Linked DNA regions of Sus scrofa: region 1 is linked to region 2. Evidence: chromatin contacts called from public Hi-C data. All regions are on one chromosome and are shown on one strand. Each heading gives the region's core, a stretch centred on a gene start, on an enhancer-like site or on the middle of the called end of the contact. The rest is flanking DNA. Distances are from core to core; before and after follow the strand shown.

The links. A called contact is a pair of places that touch in the nucleus more often than the background predicts.
Region 1: a contact with region 2 is called in a Hi-C map of subcutaneous adipose tissue, with 2.5 times the contacts expected there. The contact joins two enhancer-like sites. A contact is called at or near these places in 16 of 47 Hi-C or Micro-C datasets (adipocytes, alveolar macrophages, brain and 10 more) and 1 of 2 datasets of contacts at active chromatin or transcription factors (skeletal muscle).

What each region holds. Positions count from the first base shown.
Region 1 is chr16:21,966,121-21,968,820 of Sscrofa11.1, reverse strand. No RefSeq gene overlaps it. Among named protein-coding and RNA genes, the nearest start is that of SLC1A3, 94 kb to the right of the region's middle. Within about 2 kb of position 1,325, at least 13 of the 83 cell types and tissues checked have an H3K27ac peak or open chromatin away from gene starts, as enhancers often do. A contact at or near this core is called in retroperitoneal adipose tissue and subcutaneous adipose tissue, where this site is marked.
Region 2 is chr16:21,701,204-21,703,903 of Sscrofa11.1, reverse strand. No RefSeq gene overlaps it. Among named protein-coding and RNA genes, the nearest start is that of RANBP3L, 90 kb to the right of the region's middle. Within about 2 kb of position 1,368, at least 15 of the 83 cell types and tissues checked have an H3K27ac peak or open chromatin away from gene starts, as enhancers often do. A contact at or near this core is called in retroperitoneal adipose tissue and subcutaneous adipose tissue, where this site is marked.

The sequences.
Region 1 (2,700 bases), core at 76-2,575, 260 kb before region 2:
AAAATATGTTCACATTGGAAAACAATATGTGGATGCCAAATCGTTCAGCCCTGTAATGGATTACAGAAAATATTTTATGTTTGGAGTTGGGGGCAGGGAGTTCTCACAGGAGGAAGGAGTGAGAGAAGGAAAGGGGGGGGGAGGAGAAAAAGCAGATGTGAGTCTGAAAATATTTCAAGTGTGGATAACTGAAATGCCATTTACTTTAAGATTGTTCTGCGAAGTCTTAAAGTGATTGATCAGGCTTTTTAAATGCAGCCAAAAGATTTACAAGCACACAATGAGTGATAAGGCCCCCCAAACAAATAAATAGTAAGACATATTCTCAGATCTGAACTGCCTTTTAAAGCATGTTTTTGCCTGCAAAGAAATATTAAAAATTAGGATAGTTATTTTTAATAATCACACAAACTATTTCACCTATACTATTCACTTCCTCGAGGCAAACAAATTGTCTTGAATTTGTCCTTTTGCTTATTTGGAGGGTTGCCAAATAAAGGAAAAGGTACAGGTTGCCCCATGCAATATTTTGGGACACAGTAACACTAAAACATGATTTGTTACTTTGTTTTCAGATTTAACCTATATCTTGTATTTTACCTGACAGCGCTATTTGTATGTGTATACTCGGTAAAATGAGACTAATTCCAAACTGAAGGTTGAGACATCAGTTCTTTGGGCACAGTGAGGGAAGACCAGCTAAAAACGTTCCAGTGCCACTATCTGAGCACCTGTTCTGAACTCAGGTAACATAAGTGATGCCACTGGAAGATAATCCAGAACAGGATGGCATCCAAAAAAAGGAGATGCGAGGGGAGAGAAGCAGAGCACAGGGAGACAAAACAAAATACCCAGAAAGGAAGGGGGAGTTCCCATAGTGGCTCAGTGGTAGAGGAACCCGACTAGCATCCATGAAGACACAGCTAGATCCCTACCCCGCTCTGCTCAATTCCTGGCCCCGCTCAGTGGGTTAAGGATCTGGCGTTGCTGTGAGCTGTGGTGTAGGTCGCAGACTCGGCTCAGATCCCTGTTGCTGTGGCTCTGGCGTAGGCGGGTGGCTACAGTTCTGATTTGACCCCTAGCCTGGGAACCTCCATATACTGCAGGAGAGGTCCTTAAAAAAAAAAAAAAAGACAGAAAGGAAGGGGATTTGGGGAGAAGTAGGATGACCATAGGGCAAAGGGAAATGAGGTGGGGAAGAATTTTAAACCCCTTGATAGCTTTCACATCTCGATCTTTTGCACTGCCAACCTTGGAATTCCATCCTGTGCTCATTCAAGCGAGTTCGCGAAGGAGTTCCGTTCCTTCCTGCGAAGCGCTCCGGGCTCCCCCCGGTGGCTATTGTGGGTATCGCTCCCCCGGACCCCGTCTCCTTTAGCCCAGACACTTCTCATCTCCCACTTTTCCCTCTGAACGCAACCCATCAGCTTCCTCCTTTCTTCCTTGCCCGCTTTTTCTGACGGCGTATTCATTCAGAGTCTGCTTTCGGTATGGGGCCTCCCAACCGCTCTGGCATCCCCGGAACAGACCACACAGAGCTGGTCATTGTTGCCCCAGTTCTGGGACCACCCGGGTGGGAGAAGGGGCAGCGCGTTGTCGCGGAGGCCGCATGACTGACAGCAGCGTCAGGTCAAGTGCCCAGCGGGCCACCAGGAAGGTCGGCGTGAGGCTCCCTCCCCGTCCCCACTCCCCTTCCAGCGGGAAATGAGCCCATCCTTCAGACACACGCAATTGACAGCGCTAAAACCTCTATTTTTCAACACTCTGTATATAAATAAAAGCTTACCAAAAAAAAGGGGGGGATCTTACTGGGAAAGTGAGACTTCTCAGCTTGGAAAGGGAGTTCTGCTTGGGGTGGAGCAGCGGTGCTGAAGGGGTAAATATGGGAAGCACGTAGACCCCCAAATCCTCACGGTGTAAGATTTTTTAAAAATGTTGGGAGTGTAGCCACTCATCAAACACACACACACACACACACACGCACAAAAGTGTTACTGGAAAATTTTCAGTTTCATTTGTGAGCAGATCTGGGACGACCACGCAGAGGGATCTAGGCTTGCTTCCCCCTCACCTTGGCCACACCCCGACAGGGCTGCCAGGTCCCTCAACTCTAAGGGCGTCTCCAGATCTTCCACAGGCTGACAGCCAGAATCTCAGGTGAGACTGTGGAGGTTGGAGGGTGAGGGGAGTGAGGCGGCAAAATTCAGCTTAGGCTGTGGAAGAGAAGTAAAGTGGTGATTGCAGGAGGAAGTATTTCTTTGAGGTGGATTGATTTTTTTTTTTTTTTTTTTTTGATGGCAGGTCCCTGATTGCTTCCGTATCCAGATATCGGACTCTTCAGGGTGGCCAGGGCTGCTTTGATTGCCCCAGGCTGTGAGCATTTCCCCAATGAGCCGTTGAAAAATAGATGCTTTGTAAAAAGTTAAATTGATCAGTGACTTGCCAATTTTTTAGTCAAAAGAACCTTTTGAGAAATTGATGGAAATTAAAGATTTCTCCCCCAGAAAGAGACAAATGAACAAAACTAAACTTTCTCCACAATTTCAAGGGCTATTTGAACCCACTGAGGTCCTCACGTGGGCCATCTTGGGGTCTGTGAACCATACTTAAGTGCCACCTTCTTCTGGGTGGCTGCCACCTGTCCGCAGAGTCAGATGAAAAGGTCTCCAGATACAACTTCAATCTGGGCATCCCATGATG
Region 2 (2,700 bases), core at 119-2,618:
CTCTAGGACTCAGAGATTTCCATGAGGATGACTGAGGCGGAGACTGACACTTCAAAACAATAAAGGAAACTGTTTTCATAGTGTTCAGATGAGAAAAGGTGAATGAAAGCAGTCAAGATGTTGACAGGGGTTGTTTCTATTATGAATGATTTTATATTATGACTTATATTTTTCAACAGTCTCTAAATGTCTTTATTTTATAACTGAGAAAACACTGTTTTTAATTTAGAGTATAGTAAAGTTAAACTTTCCCAAATTTTTCTTCTTTCTTTTATTCTTTTATCTTCCTTCCATCTCCACCTATCCCGAAGGTCACAGAGAGCATGTTTTGATTCGCTATTCATTATTCAGGACTCTGGGACCCTGGAGGAAAAGTCCTGGGAGGTTATACTGACACAGAAGTGATAAATTCCATTTCACCATTGATTTTTATAGCTGCTGCATTTCTTTCAGCCTCTTCTTGCCCCAAGCAGCATTAATAATAGATGACATGTCTTCTTCTGAATTTAATGTTTAGTCTGTCGCTGAAGCAGGCCCATGCAACTAACATGTTCTTGTTTTCTTTTTGGCCACACCCTTGCCATGTGAAAGTTCCAGGGCCAGGGATCAAACTCAAGCCAAAGCAGTAACCTGAGCCACAGCAGTAACAATACACAATTCTTAACCTCTGGCCACCAGGGAACTCCAACATGGCTTTTCTTCTGAAATCCTATGTCCTGAAATAGCTCTGAAACATATTTAGTGGTGGGGGGTGTGTAGGCTATCATCAGATGTGCAACTTTAACTGAATGACTTGGATGACTTGGTCCAGGCCTTATGTGAGACTTGGGTGATAGACTCTCTTTTAAACAAAGAAGACACTAAAACACAGAAAGGTTAAGCAACTTGACCAAGGCCATGGAGCTAGTTAGTGGCACAACTGGGGACTGGATTTATACTTAAATTTTCCTATTCCTAGACTATCCTTCTCACTCTGTCTAATCGCCTGCCCATTAATGGGGACAGCCTGGGGAGAAGGTGCTGGGAGGGGATGTGATGGCTGCATGGTGAGCTCATAACAGGCGCAGAGGGGATGAGGGAGGTGGGAGGGTGGAGGATGGAAATCAACAGGGGAGGAAAACAGGGGGTGTGCCAACCCCAGGGCAAGGCTCAAACAATCCAGTCTAATCCAAATCAGGCTGGCAAGCATCTTTGATTGGTCCATCCGGCTGAGTTCTCCAAGCTGTATTCCCTGAACTGTGCCCAGCTGGCAGAATGAAAATCATTTGAAAAATATCCGGAAATTGCTACTCACCAGGGAGCATCTGTGAAAAATACTGGCCACAAATGAGCTGGCAGGGACTCAGTAACTGCCAGGTCACTCTGCCATAGCCAGTTTGTCTGAAGGGGTTCTGCAGTTATTTCCCAGTTGGGCCACTCAGCTGCTGTATGTGGTTGGGCCTTGGGGACTTTTTTTTTTTTTTTTTTTTTTTTACAGTGTTTCTTTTGAAGCAGGAGATGTGCTCTAGAAAAGCTATGGGTAAATCAGAGTTTCGTACCTGGAATCATAGTTTTCAAGTGCACTCATGAATATTCCTGTGGTAACTCTCTAAACTGAAAGATTTTTCACAAATAATTTCCATTTTGTAAATCTGGATTTCTTAATGCAAAATTCATCCAGGGTCATCCTGGTGAAGAAATTCCAGGGCATAGACGTAATCTGCATTTTTGCACAATCATTGCCGGGAATGGTAGTGAGAAGCAGGGTTAGATCATCTTCTCAGTAGACTGGGATCCTAAGATTTGGCAACTTGTCCAGCCTCTGGTCCCAGTGGCTCCTTAGGAAATCACAGCTGGAAAAACCTAGCCGTTCATTTTAGCTCGTCGTTTCTTATGCCTGGTTATTCCCAGGATCCTCCAGTGGTTTTTCTTGTCTCCTACATCCTAATGTCCTCTTCACAATGCTGATGTTCTCAGCAAGATGTAATGCAAATATTTTGCTTTGAGCTCAGAGTCCAGGCTCTTTGATCTTCTTTGGGTATGAGACCACTTGCTGACCCTTCTGGACTGTTTGCTGTTTTCTCTGGTCTTTTCACCTGCTGGGTAGAATCAAGCAGTTCCCCAGAAAAGAGTGTTCTGAATTTTAAGAGAACAGTTGAAATTAAGAGAATAAAATGTGCGCTGACCATTTGTATTAGTCAGAGTTCTCTAGAAAAACAGAACCAACAGGATATAGATGTAGAGAGACGTGTGTGGATATGGGTATGAGGAGAGTATCAGAGGAACTGGCCCATGTGATTACAGAGTCTGAGAAGCTCCACCGTCTACCACCTGTGAGCAGGAGAACCAAGAAAGCCTGTGGGGTGTTGCCATTTAGTCAAAGTCCAAAGGTCTGAGAACCAGGGGAGCCACTGGTATAAGTCTGGGTTGCAGTCCCAGGACCGAAGATCCAGGAGTGCTGATGACTGAGGGTGGAGAAGACAGATGTTCTGGCTCAACACAGACAGCAAATGTGCCCTTCCTCTACTTTCCTGTTCTATTCCTGGCTCAGCAGCTTGGACGATGCCCACCTGCATGGCGAGGGCAATGTTTGTTACTCAGTCCACTGAGTCAAACCCTAATCTCTTCCTGAAACACCCTGACATCATGTTTTATCAGTTATCATGCATCTCTTAGCCCAGGCAGGCTGACACGTGAAAGGAACCATTGTACATCATCCAA